2 separate regions of the Ovis aries genome follow, and region 2 is linked to region 1. A link is a contact called in public Hi-C data. All regions are on one chromosome and are shown on one strand. The core of a region is the stretch at or near the end of the contact, and the rest is flanking DNA. Distances in the headings are between cores, read along the strand shown. Region 1 holds the start of COQ10A (coenzyme Q10A). Region 2 holds the start of ZC3H10 (zinc finger CCCH-type containing 10).

Region 1 (7,126 bases), core at 2,716-5,215:
CTAATCAGAAGACAGGTTCCCTGTGAGATTTCCAAAGAAGATTGCTGCTGTCTTAATGGTTAGAAGTCCTTGACCTTTAGCCCCCATCCTTCCTAAATTTGTTGTAAAGTAGAACACTCAAGGACTAGAGCCGAGACCTCACAACTGCTTAGGTGACTAATCCAAGGAAGCTGGTCCAGCCCAGTGGGTGAAAGGAAACGATACCAAGGGCAGTTAGGGTAGGACAGCTAGCTGACTCTGGATCTGACCCTCCAGAGGGCTCTGGAGCTTTGTGGAATGCCGATTCTTCTTTGCTGCCTCCCTTACAGATCCCCCAGAATAAGAGGTGGTCTGGAGGGCATCAGTTATATGGGAGGTCTGAGACCAGATTACTGTGTCCTGAGACTCCTGCTGCAACTGACCTTCTGAAAAAGTCTATAAATAGGCAAGGGAGTGGGTACTAGGTCCTGGCTTGTAGAATGTGCTACTATAGTTAGCAGGGACGCTATGTCCAAGAGGCCTTCTTGCACCTTCACTCCCCTAGGGAAGGAAGCCATTACTTCCTTCTGCTCTGCTCTATCTACATTATTCCCCCAAGAAGCAATATAAAAAAGCCAGATTCACACTGTCATAATTAATTTATTGAAATTTTATAAAAACTCAGGCCAAGTAGAAGACAGCCCAGGAGTACAACTGTTCAGTGCTCTTTTGTTCCTTGGCCCTGTGGCACTGATGGCTGAGAAAGTCCCTTGCTCTCCACTAGCCAGGCAGCATGGAAGTGAGGTCATAGGGATTTTAAGCTGGGGCCAGATCTCAGGCATCTCCTGAGGCATTTCAGGCAGGCAAGGTTACTGACCACCCAGTAGCTCTGTGTCAGAAGAAAGAGTTCAATTTCTTCAGTCCTAAGAAAAGCTGCTTTCTTCCCCTGGTCAGACATTAAGGCACCTTGACAAGAGTTCAGAGATGACCGCGCAGCCCCAACTATAATTCAGTGTAAGAAGGTGGCAGGCTTCAGGCATATGGTGCTCTCAGGATAACCCTGACCCTTTCCTAAGCATGTCTCCTTTCCATGCCTCCTTGCCTTTTCTTTCCCCCAGCATTTCTAGCCAGCTCAGAGCCCAATTTGGGGGGATTTGAGAGGGAGAACAGTAATATGAACATGGACTCTTCTCTCAGATTGGAACAGGAGCCAAATAAATAAGAAAATTGGGTGGCGGGGGGGGAGGCGAGGCTAGGGAATAATCCTTTGCCTCAAGCCTGGTGCACCTCATGAAACATCAGTTCACGGGGGACAGCTGTTTCTGGACCAAACTTGGTTGCTGCCCGGCGCTCGAAGGCAGCGACATTCTTTTTGACAACCTCATCAAAAAAGATGGTGGCCAGCTGGGAGTGCAGCAGAGAGCGAAATTCAAAGGAAATCTGGGAATGGGTAAGAGACAGTCAGAAACTCTTCAAAACCATGTTGGATAGTCCCTGACCAAATGCAAGGGTACTCTATTCAGTGCCTTTTCCTCCCCCCGCAACTCCTGTTCCTTAGATCTCAAAAGCCCTAGGACTGAGTACAAAGTACAAGTATGATACAAGCTCACCCCTGTAGAGAGTGTCATTGACTTGGGAAGTAACTGTCATAGTACCTCGGCTTAGCCCCCACAACCCAGTTGTAGCCCTATGTAGCCTCGTGACTCACCGAAAAGTCCACAGTGCAAGTTCGAGGATAGGCAGGAATTCCAGGGCTGAATCGCCAAATGGTCTCTAAGTGGTTGAAGAGCTTGCCATCAGTGCAAACAGCCTAGAACAGGACAGGTAGTTAATATTCCAGTGGAATGAGACCTACATCAGGTGTAGGAAGCTATACTAAGGAACTGGAAGCCATTTTCCTTTCCTTCAAATATTAAGGAAATATCTGACACATGGAGATAGAAAAATCATAAGGAAAGCCAAAATAGCCCTTAAATGTAAAAATGCCACAGAACATAACAAAACTTCCTGATCAGTCACTCCCAACCAGGCCTCACCTTGACCATATGAGGTTTGACCATGGAAACGGCAGAAGTGTAACGTTCCACAACAGGTGGAAAGCCAACCTCCAACTGGGCCTTCAAGTGACCTTTGCGGCTGGATACCACCAAAGACTTCTTACACCAGGGCACAAACTCACGATACTCCTGGACATTGGCTACCACCTCGTACATCTCCTGCATTGAGTACCTAGGGGAAGGAGTCACAGAGGCCAAGAAGCTGCCAGTTGGCTCAGGTTCCTCCTTGCCATAGGCACCCTCCCCTCATACCTTTGCCCACCAATCATGTACCTTCAGAAACTAGAGATCCCAAATAAGCCCCCATGAATGATTTTGCAAAAGCAAATGTCCAGATTTCCATGATGTTAATGCATCTTAAGTCTTGCCATTTAGAGAGTGTTTTTGCATTTACTATCTATTTTGATCCTTAAAAGAGTCATGTCCAGAGAACAGGGATGACTGGTGATTCACACAGGGACGCAGATCCCAGCTCTATAACTTTGTGACAAAGTGACCCTAGGAAAATTATTGTCTCCATTTATCTTCTCTGCAAATCATAAGTAATAATAGTAATTATTTGTTTGTTGAGAGGATCAAATGGGAAAATCTGATAAAACACCTAAACAGCCTAACTACTAGCAATAGTTAAGTGTTCAATAAGTGTTAACTCCTATTTTCTTAGAATACCTAAAGTCAGGTCAGCAAAACAATAATACCCTATTGTCTTATGTTGTTGTCCAACTCTAGTCAAGTTTCACAATGTACCTACACAGCAACCAAGAAGAGGGGAATTAAGGTTGGGAGGCTGCCGGAGGAGGGTAAAGGATCAGTAATACCACTGGGAAGAGTGGGATGGCCAGGGATGAATCTTGCCCACTATGGCTACCCTTACACTCTACCCTGGACATGGTGTTTTGTTTGTCGGGAAAAGGAATGTGGGGGGATACTGGACAGGAGAGGATGCTCACCCCATGATCCGACGCTCAGAGTAAGCCTTTCGCTTGTTGGTGAAGGGGGCAGCAAAGCCCATGAAGGAACGGCTGGGAGGTAAGCCAGACTCAGTCGCCAAGACCTGGGCAGCCCGGGGCAAGAAGAAGATGCAGGAGATCGGAAATCTAAGGCCAAAAGGAAAGGAGAGATAGTCTCAAGATTCTTTCCTTGTGGTCCTCAATCATTCTCAGGTGCAGAAGAAGAGGGGAGCATCCCAGAAGGAAGGTCGTCCAAACCAGCTTTTCCCCTAGCACCTGCTGTAGCCCGCCAGGCTCCCCGGCCAGGCAGTCACGAGTGCGAAAGGTCGAGGGCGGCTGAGGACAGTGCCGAGGGAGGAGATGGGAAAAAGAGGGGTGCGTGCGAAGCTCCAGTTGCCTTTGACTGGAGGCTACGCTTCTGCTGAAAGCAAGGACTCCCGGGATGCCTCACAGCCCCCGGGGCCTCGCAAGCCGGCGGATGCCAGGGCACCCGCGACGAGGAAGATGTGGTTGGGCACTCACCTCGGGGACTGCCTCGCGAATAATTTGCAAAAGCATTTCTCCAAAGCAACACATTATACCCCAGGGTATGATCACCGCCGCCCTCCCACCGCGCTTGCAGTCAGAGTTGCAACTCTCGGGGTCCTGGGTCCTGGGTGACCCCCTCAGCTCCAGCGCGGACATCCGCACCTCCCTCTCACCTCATTGGTCCCGGCGGTCGCGGAGGGCCCGGGGGCGGAGCCGGGCGCAACGAGAGGCCGCAGCAGCCCCGGGCCGCGGCGCGCGTCCCGGCAGGGAGTCGCCGCGCGCCCGCCGAGGCCATGCGCGCGACCCTCCCTTGCCCTCTCTGCTCTGATAGCGGCCGCGCCCTCCTCACTCCAGAGGGAGAGCCGAGGATTAGCCGCAGTCGGGCAGGTTCAGGGCCGGCGAGGGCAGGGGCGGCGCGGGGTGGTGGCTGTTCTCGCCCAGCTCCCGCCCGGGCGGCCGGATAGCCTAGAACTGAAGCCGCTATCGCCGCTCCCGCAGCTCCCAGTACCCCCACGTCACGCCGTTGCCATGGCTCGGGACCGGGAGAGGGGGGAAGTAAGGGGACCACGCGGCCTGTCGGGAGATGTAGTTTCACACCTCTGGCGAGAAAGGGCGAGGGCGCTGGAGTGGGTATTTGAGAAGCTGCAGACATGGCCCTGTGGAGGGAGGTCAACAGGCAAACTACTTGCGGGGTCTGATCACGGGCCTGATACATAAACACAGAGGTGGCTTAGTGGCCGTGTCAACAGCAGATACCCTCGGTCTTCTGCACGTCTCTTAGAGCCTGTACTATCTATATTTTGCTTTGTTTATAGTTAGAAGTTCCATTCATCTTTAAAGCCAGCATAGCGCATAGTGCAGTGCTTTGAGACAGAAAATTAATGTTCCAAGATCTGGGCTAAGACTTTGCATCATTTTCTGTTAATAATTACAGAAAGCAGTGGAAGTGAGAAGAACCAGACTTACTTTTATAGTAGATAGAGAACCATCTTTGCCTGGAAAAGTGTGCACTTGATAGAGGTGAGACTTCATGGGCCAGGAAATATCACTACACTGCTTTCAGTCCTAAACAAGGGTAGAAAAAGTGTCCTTGATAAAAGTGGGGAGAACAGATGAAAAAGAGAGAAATCAACAGTTAGAGACTAGATCTAGGTGGGTGCAAGAACCCTTGCAATTCTCCCTCAGCGGAGTAAAGGAAGGACACTTTAAGAACAGTGGTGTCTGCTACTGCTGCATTTAAAGATGTTTACACAATTACAGTGCAACTCCCTTCTCTGCTTTAGTCTTGAGCGTAAATCTTTAGTCCTGTTCTCCACATTCAGGAAATCTTTATCTGACTAGTGTGGTGTGGTTGGTGCTTCCCAGATGGCGCAGTGGTAAAGAATCCACCTGCTATTGCAGGAGACGGAAGAGACATGGGTCGGGCAGATCGCCTGGAGAAGGAAAATGGCAACCCACGCCAGTATTTTTGCTTGGAAAATTCCATGGACAGAGGAGCCTGGTGGGCTACAATTCGTGGGGTCACAAAGAGTCGGACATGACTGAGCGACTGAGCACATACCATACGGTCCTGGGGTTGAGGTGGAAGAATGAAATGATTAGTGATGGTGTTGCCCTTAGGATCTGCAGTAAGTCCATACATAGAAACCTCCAGGCTGTGAACTTTCAAAGATGCAGATGTGCGTGCACACTTCCAACCACATAAGGTAGTTCATGAGTCGGGTGTACGCTGTCATGCTCATGCATCCTCCATAAGTGGCTGTGCTTTTGTGTACTCTACAGTACTGCAAAGGGGACAACAGTGGAGTACCTTTATTTCAAGCCCAGGAGGTCCATAACCAAGTGCGGAAGTGGTGGTGATGTAGCTGGTACTGCTAAGAAGCACCAAGAGATTGCGATGGAAACAAAAGTGAAAATAATTGAGAGAATGGAGTGACAAGGGGAAGAAGTAACTGAAGAACCAAAGAAATTCATGGTGCAGGAAACAGCAAGAGGATTTTCTTCATCTGAGGAGGCACTGTTAGTTTTGAGGTGCAGGGCCTGAGTGTAGAATGGTACACGAAGGTTACAGCAGCCATTCAGAATGCAATCCAGTGCTATGATGAGAAAAAAAAAGAGCTACTACCTGGTCATCACTGGATCATTTTTTCCAGAAGGTAGATAGAATTGACTCCAGCAAGGAACCAGAACTTGTGCCATCAGCGTCAGGCACGAGTGAAATTGCAGCGTGCCCTTATCTCCAGTTGCTGATGATCATTCAGCTCTACCATCTCTCACCTCCTCTGCTTCCTCTAGTCAGTAACTCTTCTTGCTTGTTCACTCCATGATGCCAGACCCGGTATGCCAGCTGTTGTATTGTACTACTTTACTTTTCAAGATATTGTACTGTAAGATTAAAAATCTTTTATTTTTTGTTTTATTTGTGTGAAAAGTATTATAAACCTGTTTCCATACAGTACTATATAGCTGGTTGTGTTAGTTGAGTACCTAGACTAACTTTGTTGGATTTACAAACAAATTGGACTTAGAAACACACTCTCAAAATGGAACTCATTTTTATGTAGGGGACTTGCTGTAACTGGAAGGGAAGAGAGGCAGCTTGTCCAGAAACAAGGCCCTGAAAACAGATATAAACCTTCCAACTTTCCCCCCTCTTTGAGATTGGCATTTATTTGGGGGATTTCAGTGGATATGGATTGATTTTTTAAAGTTTGGGCCATTTTGTCTGGATTTCAAGAAGTGGGGTCCTCCCTTTAACTGTAGCTTACATTTGCCATTTTGCAAGGAAGGCATTTCAATCCTTACTTTGTATTATATACACATGAAGTCCCAATTGTGGAATGATCTCATTTCTTTTTCTTTTTTAATATTTCTTCTTTCCCCCTCAGAACCCTCCCTGCCAACAAGACACAATGTCTTCTTCCAGTTTGAAGATGGTCATGGGGAGCCATTCTCAAAAGGGTGTGTGATCTTAAGGGACAAATTTACTCTTTCCAACCCTACTCTCTGTCTACCCCCTCTGACTAAAGGCTTAGACATGTGAGACAGCTGTGTAGAGTGGCGGGTAAGGATCTGGTCAGATAAAAGACAAATTAACTGGGATACATACCTAAACTGTGACCTCATTAACACTATGCCTTAACCGAGTTAACTGCTACAGAATCCCCAAGGAGGTATAACAGGCCTGCCAAGCCAATTTGCTTGCTGTCCCCCCTACTAATTAAATTAGGTAATTATTGCCATTTAAACTCTTCCTAGTTCATCCCTTGTACTTGAAACAACCAATTTCCTTCCATTTCCCTGTCATTCTACATCAATAACTTCCTTCAAGTACTGGCAAAACACACCTCCTCCAGGAAGACCCTCTTGACTGAATCCATCTCTCAACATTATTGTGAACACATAATGCCACATAAAGTAGCTTGAATTCTATATTCTCTAATTGTTTCATGTTCATATATATGTTTTTCTAACTTATAAACACAAAAATAGACACTGTTACTTAAAAAAAAACCTACTATTACATATATTTTTCTGTTTTTTGGCAGCACCTCAAGGCTTGTGGGATCTTAGTTCTCGTTCTTGGTAGTAAAAACATGGAGTCCCAACCACTGCCGATGAGGGAAATCCTGA
Region 2 (7,126 bases), core at 1,649-4,148, 140 kb after region 1:
CTGAATAATAAATGGCATCTATCCAAGCCTGACCCATGTTACAAGTCCCACCAGAAGCAGATCTCTTCCCCACCCAACTTTCCCAGGATTGCGTGATACCTGAGGTAGCTCAGGTGAAGTCCGGGGCTCCTGTGGGTCTCCACCTCCACATCACTGCTGGGTTCTGAGCAGGAGAAAAACAAGAGACTTGGGTGTGAGAAGGGGTAAGAATGGAGAACTACAGGGTGGTTGCTGCTGCAAGAATGAAGTCTGACAAAATGGAAAGAGCTCTAGGCATTCCAAGATTTCCTTCGATTTCAAATTGAACTTCCCCTGTCAAGGGGAGAAGCTGCTAGTAAGAAGAGTAGTATGGGACAGCACTAATTTGGATGGCCTAGGAAAGAGAGTTGGAAAACCAGCTCTGAGTGAACAAAGGATAAGGGACGCTTCTCGAGATGAAGGAGAATGTAGGGATCAAAGCCCGGAGTCGGGTCAGGGTTAGGAACTCCGAATAGGGGGCCGTGCAAGGGCTGCGACTGACAGTGCAATGGGATGGCGGGTTAGACTTGGGGGCGGTGATTATGACGCTTCTCAACACCCAGAGTTTGGGGGTGGGGGGAAAAGTCCTAGGAGTTTCCCGGAGCAAGTCTTTGGCCTGGCAGGTTCTGTGCAGTGCCGCCGGAGCTCTGCCGGGGACCACATGAAAAGGACACTAAGGGAGCACGAAGTGAAGCGGGGAAGGGAACTCCAGGTGACATCAAGCAGAGGGGATGGGCAAGGGTGTGACGTCACGGAGCTGGCGTTTGCTCGCGAAGCGGGGTCAGTCAGAAAAGGGGTTCGGCCCTACGACGTGAGGAACAGCCAACTCTGTCCTGGGGGGCCTTGTGTAGCCCGGCCGAACCCAGCCGCTGGGCCGGCCCCGACTCCTCCCCTCCGGGCGCGGCCTCCACCTAAGTCTCCCGCCTCCCTCACCTGCCGCCGCCGCCGTAGTTGCTGCTGCCGCCTGCCGGTCCTCTAGCTTCGACAAAGAGCCGCCTACCCTATCGCCCTTCCGCTTCCTGCGGAAGAAATGACGCTCTAGCTACCAGACCCGGAACCACACTCTGTGGTGTGCGAAGTACTTGCGCGACTAGCAGCAGGAAGTTCCCAGCAAGCTTTGCGTGTCACCATGGCAACCTGACCCAAAGCGGAATTCTGTAACGTGGACCTAGATAAGAGCGGACCTGGTTGCTCCTGTGCCCGCGAAATCAACTTGAAAACCGTCCCTGGCGTTTACGCGCTTTCCAGGAAGTAAAGGCCACCCAATCCTCTAGCAGCTCACAAGACCGGAACCCACACCTCTCCGCCCCCCCCGACTTGTAGATATAAAGCTTGACTTTTTCTAACACAGGGAGTAGAGACAGACTGTACTGATAAGAGAATCCCCAGCTAGTTTAACCATAAAAAACCACATAACACACAAAATTTTTCTTCAGCTAAGACAGCAAGAGATGATTTATTGTACACGTTACATTCAGCCACAACTGAGAAGAGAACTAGTCCATAGTTATCACAGGTCCAAGGCAATAAAAGGGACGGCTTTGATATGAGCAAGGTAGGTCTCTCAAAGGTGGTCAAGGCGATCAGAATGGCCATAGATGTTCCAGATCCATTGAGAAGTTCTAGATAGTAGGCATGCAGTCCACACTTTGTATCAGCGTCCCTGGCCTCTGGCTTCCCTTGTTTCTGCTTCTGTGGCTTCCACAGGTGTACAAGTTTACTTGGACCTCTGCCTCATCTTTCTTCTTTTGCGCTTCAGCCTGAAAACCAGACATAAGAATACACCTCGGTCCCACAAACCCGAGTTCAGTCTTTCCCTCCAATCTTAAATGTGCACCCAATACAAAGGAAGGTAAAATCAACCAACACTACGATTCTGTCGTCTTCTGCTCAATTCATGGCTTTGGCCAGTCAATGCTCATAAGTTGTTTTGGATTTCTAAACCAGATGTTCGTCCCAAGTTTTGTCCACTTTCCTTCACTCTCCCAGCCCCACCTCCTACGTCCCAGCATACCTGCGCATTCGCTTCTTCCTCCACTGGCAACCGATTATAAACCAAGGACAGAGAATAAAATATCATTAGTTTCAGTAACAATGTTTAGATAGGGATATGAAGAACACTAGGGGAGGCTTCCTCGGTGGCTTAGACGGTAAAGAATCTGCCTGCAATGCAGAAGACTCAGGTTCAATCCCTGGGTAAGGGAGACTACCTGGAAAAGGGAATGGCAACCCACTCCAGTATTCTTGCTTGGAAAATTCCATGGGCAGAGGAGCCTGGCGGGCTACACCCCACAGGATCGCAAGGGTCGGACACGACTGAGCGACTAACACTTTCATAACTTCCATGAAAAGCACTACTTAGAACCGGGTGGATTCTTGATCAAGTAGGAGGGCTTAGTCGCAATAAACCACATCAACAATCTGGACTGCCACCTGGATCCCAGACGTAAAACCCTGAATCCTGCCTGCATGCGCTCTCTCCCACTTTCAGCATCTCTCGCCACAGAACTTACCTACCACCTACTCTGCTTTTCCCCACAGAACTTACCCACCACTTAATATGCTTCTCCTCAAACTATCCTTCCTCTCCCACTAGCTCGTTAGCACAACCTAAGAACCCGGCGAAACCGGAACGATGGCCGATTTCCCTTGCCAAGGTCTCCCCTACCAACAGCCAATTCTTACAGCTTTAGCTCACTGGCAGGGACTGCTTACCTTCGCTCTCATGGCGCAGAGGTTTCTACGGGTAAAGAAAAAAAGTCTGCAGTTAGTTTGCTGTAATGATGGTAAGTGCAGAGATCAGATGTTTATGGATTGCAGTCGGAACACGAACACAGGCATCACTGACACTCACCTCAAAAGATGGCGCTAAGGCCGAGAGATCGCCAGGGGCTCGCCTACGGATATTTAATGGAATACTCAGTGTCGTCACTTCCGCTTTCTCGCCCTGCCCCTAGGGGCGGGATTGCCCAAGGGGCGTAACGATAGTGTTTGGCAGTTCGCTGGTGTGTGAAGTGATTAGGCTAGGAAAATTCTGTTGGAAATCAGTATTTTGATGTACAAGATTCCTCTCACCTGTTTTATTATGAGGATACCGTATTATTTAGATATGAGCACATATTTCCAATAAGAGACCTAGAGGCGCAAACGAGCAAAGGGTAGCTACTTCCGCCTTTCCTCCCGTTGCTTCATGGGAGTTGCAGTTTCCTGGAGACATCCTCCATTTTACTGTGGATTGAGGCGGACTGTACAAAAAGTCCTGATTTGTTTTACTGGTTTACCTTATTTATTAAACTAAATATCTGCAGGTTCGATTTTGGAACTTCTAAAGGTCCTAAGATTGCAGAACATTGAAAGGATATAAAGCGGGGAATTGAGAAAGCTGTTATACTACAAAAAGAGACCTTTGTTACTGTGAAAAATAAACTTTTTTCCTAGTCAACTGGTCTTTCCCTACAATGCCTGAGGCAGAATGTCATAACATTCCTGGCGACAATGCATCTTGTTTAGAAAATACTTCAGTGATTCTCCCTCTTCAGAGTGTGTGGTAAGTCGCTTCAGTCCTGTCACATTAACAAATTAACGACAGATCTAATTAATGGACAGAAGGAAAGCCCGATCAGCTACATGTATCTTTAGGCAGGAATAGTATTTGGTGATATGACAGCTTCCCAGTATCAAGATATGGTTAGGTTAGAAGCACCCAAAAAAGACACTGTAAGATTTGGCTGCAGAAAACGTGTATTATGAAGGATGAAAGAAAACCCTTCATCATACGGACTTCACCTTATTCACTATAAGATGGAATGAGGCTTGTTATGATTCCTTTTTTTAGCGTTTTCTCTAGAAAATTTCACCGTTTTAGTTCTGGAAAATTAGATTTCTAAATTTCAAGTTCTTAAGTGGCTCTAGAATTGTCACCAATGGACTGTAATGTGTTTGAAAACAAAAATAACCACCCTCCCCACCAAGATATCAAACCCACTGGGATTTCACCTGTTGATTGCTATAAACCCTTAGGAAGAGATCTGTGTTCAGTTTGTTTCAGTTTAATTCAGTTAATTCAGCAGTAACATATAAAAAATGCTCTAATACATGCATTACCCATCAAATCTCAGGGTAGCTTGAAAAATCACGTTAACACTAAAGGCATTCTTCCTGGCTTCCTAAGCCAAGACAATCACTTTGCAGTTTAATTTTTTTGCAATAAACATTGTGTTCTAAATAGTGTCAGCAGTAAGGGGTATGTTTTTACTTCAGAAAACTAGACCAAACTCCCATAGAAAATGACCATTAATTCACAAAACCCAGGAGTTTTATGTCTTCCCCCAACCCAAGTTATTATTTTAGAAAAGCAGAATATGGCTATAGAAAAGTGGTTTCAGGGATTTCCCTGGCAGTCCAGTGGTTTAGATTCCATGCTTTCACTGCAGGGGGTACAGGTTTGATCCTTGGTTGGAGAACCAAGATCCTGCGTGGCATGAGGCAAGGCCAAAAAAACCCCCCAAAACTGGTTCCAGATGATCATCACTTCAGCTCACTCTCCACCATCAAATAAGAGCAGCATACAGACACGTGATTATGAGCAAATCCAAATTTATTTTAATGCCATATCATTTTCAATGTGTTTAAAAACCTCATAAGTTAGTGGGAGCCCTAGTTCCCTGGGACAGCATGCCAGAGGTACTGAAAGGTCACCTTTCTCTCCAAACCCCTAGCAATTAATCCAAGTCCACAGCTTCAGAAAGCCAGGAGTTTTGTCTCTTCAGTCTGCTCCTCTGGTTATACATCTTTCTTTCAAGGAAGGGAAGTAAAAGTATTTCAAACAGGGAACAAAACCACAGTGGAGCTTCCAGCTCAGGTTTCTAAGATGGAGCAAGGGAAGAACCCCACTGACTTCAAAGAAATGGACAAAGTTGAGATGGATTACTTCTTTACAGCCTTGTGGAGGGAGGAAAAACTGTCCTGTAGAACAAAACTGACTACAAAGACTTACAAATGAGGATCCAACTGACAGATGAGAATCCATTGGTAAATGCAGGCTCCAGCTCCTAAAAATGGGAGGGGCCTGGCTCAACAGCCTGGATCATAAAAGGAATCTGCCACATGTGAAGAAAAACAGTCTGAATAGCTCCTCTCTATTTTGAGGCCTGATAAAAGACTTGGGGAAAGTGGGAACAGAGAGAGGAACAAGCCCAAACAGATGGGAAAATGCTGACACTGGAGTGGTATAAAAAAATTTCATCTGAGTTTTTAGTGGTGGTGGCTGTGTTAGCCTCCTCCCGTTCTGTTGTAGGGCCATAAACCTTGACCAAGCAGAGAATAGTAGAAAAAGGCTAGAAAGAGGGGCTTGAAAACGATGGATTTTGACTCCTGATTTTATTATTCAATTTCTCTTTTCTATTTAAAGTAGTCTTCGGTGGCTGGGAAGCCTGGCCTCCCAAGACCAGAGTCAGTTGGAGCTGGTTGTTGTTGGAAGGGGCTGGGATGGGGGACTGGGAGGAGGACAGGGAGACCCCGCTCTGCTCGCGGTCCTGGGTGGAGAAGTCGAACTGCACTTCACAGAGCCTGGGGTGTGGCGGGAAGGGGATGAGGCAGGAGTGGCAAGCTGGGGGGACGGGACCCACCTCAGTCCCCAGCTTCATTCTCTTCTAAAGTTTCCCCACTGGTAGCATTCTCTGCAGTCTTAGAGGCCTACATTCATGGAAAGGAGAGAAGATGTGTCAGTTTCCAACAACTTAGGGTACTGTCTGGGGGACCAAGGACAAGAGTATTCCTAATTCTCTAGGTCAGGGCTGAGAGGAGAAATAAGGACATATCGACACCTATATCCCCACCAAGACCCAGGAAAGTGAATAAAGATGATCAGGTTCACCCCACCAGGGAGGGATGATCATAACAAACCTTCTTTTTTTTCTTTTTCTGGGTTTTCCGACTTGCAGAACTCTGGAGGAGCGCCTGCAAAACAGAAGAAAGTGAACAAATTTTGAGGAACATGGAGCAAATGCCAAGTGCTACTCTCGGCATTGCAGCTCTTCTCAGGACTTCCCATCACTCAGTCCTCACTCCCAGAAAAAGTGCCATGTCCCTGCTCCTTTCCATCACACACTAACCTTGAGCTCTGCATCCTGGACCTCCATCTCGGACTTGTAAAGGTCAGGCTCAAAAGGACCACTGGTTATCCGCATAGGGCCATTGGGCATAAGCAGAACTGTAAATTTAAACTGGGCAACAAATTCACCTATGAGAGAAACAAAGTGTTTTGATAGAATGTCCCCTTGCCTTCAAGGAGAAGGGGACCATAATCGGAGGCTTCAAACTACAACTCTCTTCTCAGAACTCACCCTCCTTCTCATAGAGAACATTAAATGGTTGTAGCAGTTCATGTTTGGCGCACTCCACCACACCCATGCGGGCCTTCTTCTCATCTTCAAATGCTCTGGGGAGGGGAAGACAAATTCAGGTATCCTTAACTCCCTGTCATGTTTTACCACTTTGTTCCTGTTTTTAAATAACTCCTACCCTCAGGCAGAAATCATGCGTAGGATTGCTTTTTGTTTACACTACTTCCTATGAGAGGGAGAAACAGAGAAGGCATGCATGCAGGCTGGAGCTACAAGTCTAGGTAGAAGAGGAGGGAAAGAGGGCAAGCAGGGTAGGGGAAGGAAAGAGATCTGGCTGTATGGTCTACGGGTCAGACTGTTCCAAGTCCTGTCCTCGCTAAGTGCAGTAGTACCTTAAAGTAAAGGGCATGGCATCAAAACGCCTTTCAACCTCACTGAAGAAGGCACGGGAAGTTTTCATTTTCAGGCCATACTGCTTAGAGGGGTCTCTCTTGTAAATGGTGGTTCTCTGTCCTGCATCCTTGGCCTATAAAACATCATATTTGATCTGGTGCTCTTGGAACCCACCCCCAGCCTCCCCTCTCTGCCGGATCTGGTAAACATTCATCACCTTGCCCTCTCCTGAGCTGACGAGAACATCCACAGCATATACTTCATGTACCTCAAATTCTGCTTTTTCATGGTCTTTCCTAAAAGAACAGAAAGGGAACAATAAGGAGCAATAAGTGGTTCCTGGAGCTTAGAAGAGAAGGTGGATAAGATTA

Evidence for each region. Hi-C and Micro-C count contacts between places; a contact is called where the count stands out from the background.
Region 2: a Hi-C map of skin fibroblasts shows a contact between it and region 1, with 2.3 times the contacts expected there. The contact joins the promoter of ZC3H10 here to the promoter of COQ10A in region 1. A contact is called at or near these places in 2 of 16 Hi-C or Micro-C datasets (skin fibroblasts and tail adipose tissue).

The regions. Positions count from the first base shown.
Region 1 is chr3:163,284,091-163,291,216 of ARS-UI_Ramb_v3.0, forward strand. It overlaps COQ10A (coenzyme Q10A), which reads right to left and starts at 3,966. Exons shown (of 5, transcript XM_027967586.3): 1 at 3,667-3,966; 2 at 2,966-3,112; 3 at 1,995-2,187; 4 at 1,667-1,768. The coding sequence starts at 3,788.
Region 2 is chr3:163,421,335-163,428,460 of ARS-UI_Ramb_v3.0, forward strand. It overlaps ZC3H10 (zinc finger CCCH-type containing 10), which reads right to left and starts at 2,899. Exons shown (of 5, transcript XM_060412991.1): 1 at 2,873-2,899; 2 at 2,734-2,758; 3 at 952-1,778; 4 at 100-163. It overlaps PA2G4 (proliferation-associated 2G4), which reads right to left. Exons shown (of 15, transcript XM_060412992.1): 8 at 6,973-7,051; 9 at 6,755-6,888; 10 at 6,363-6,457; 11 at 6,132-6,259; 12 at 5,923-5,976; 13 at 2,734-5,712; 14 at 2,033-2,055; 15 at 1,444-1,778. The coding sequence ends at 5,647.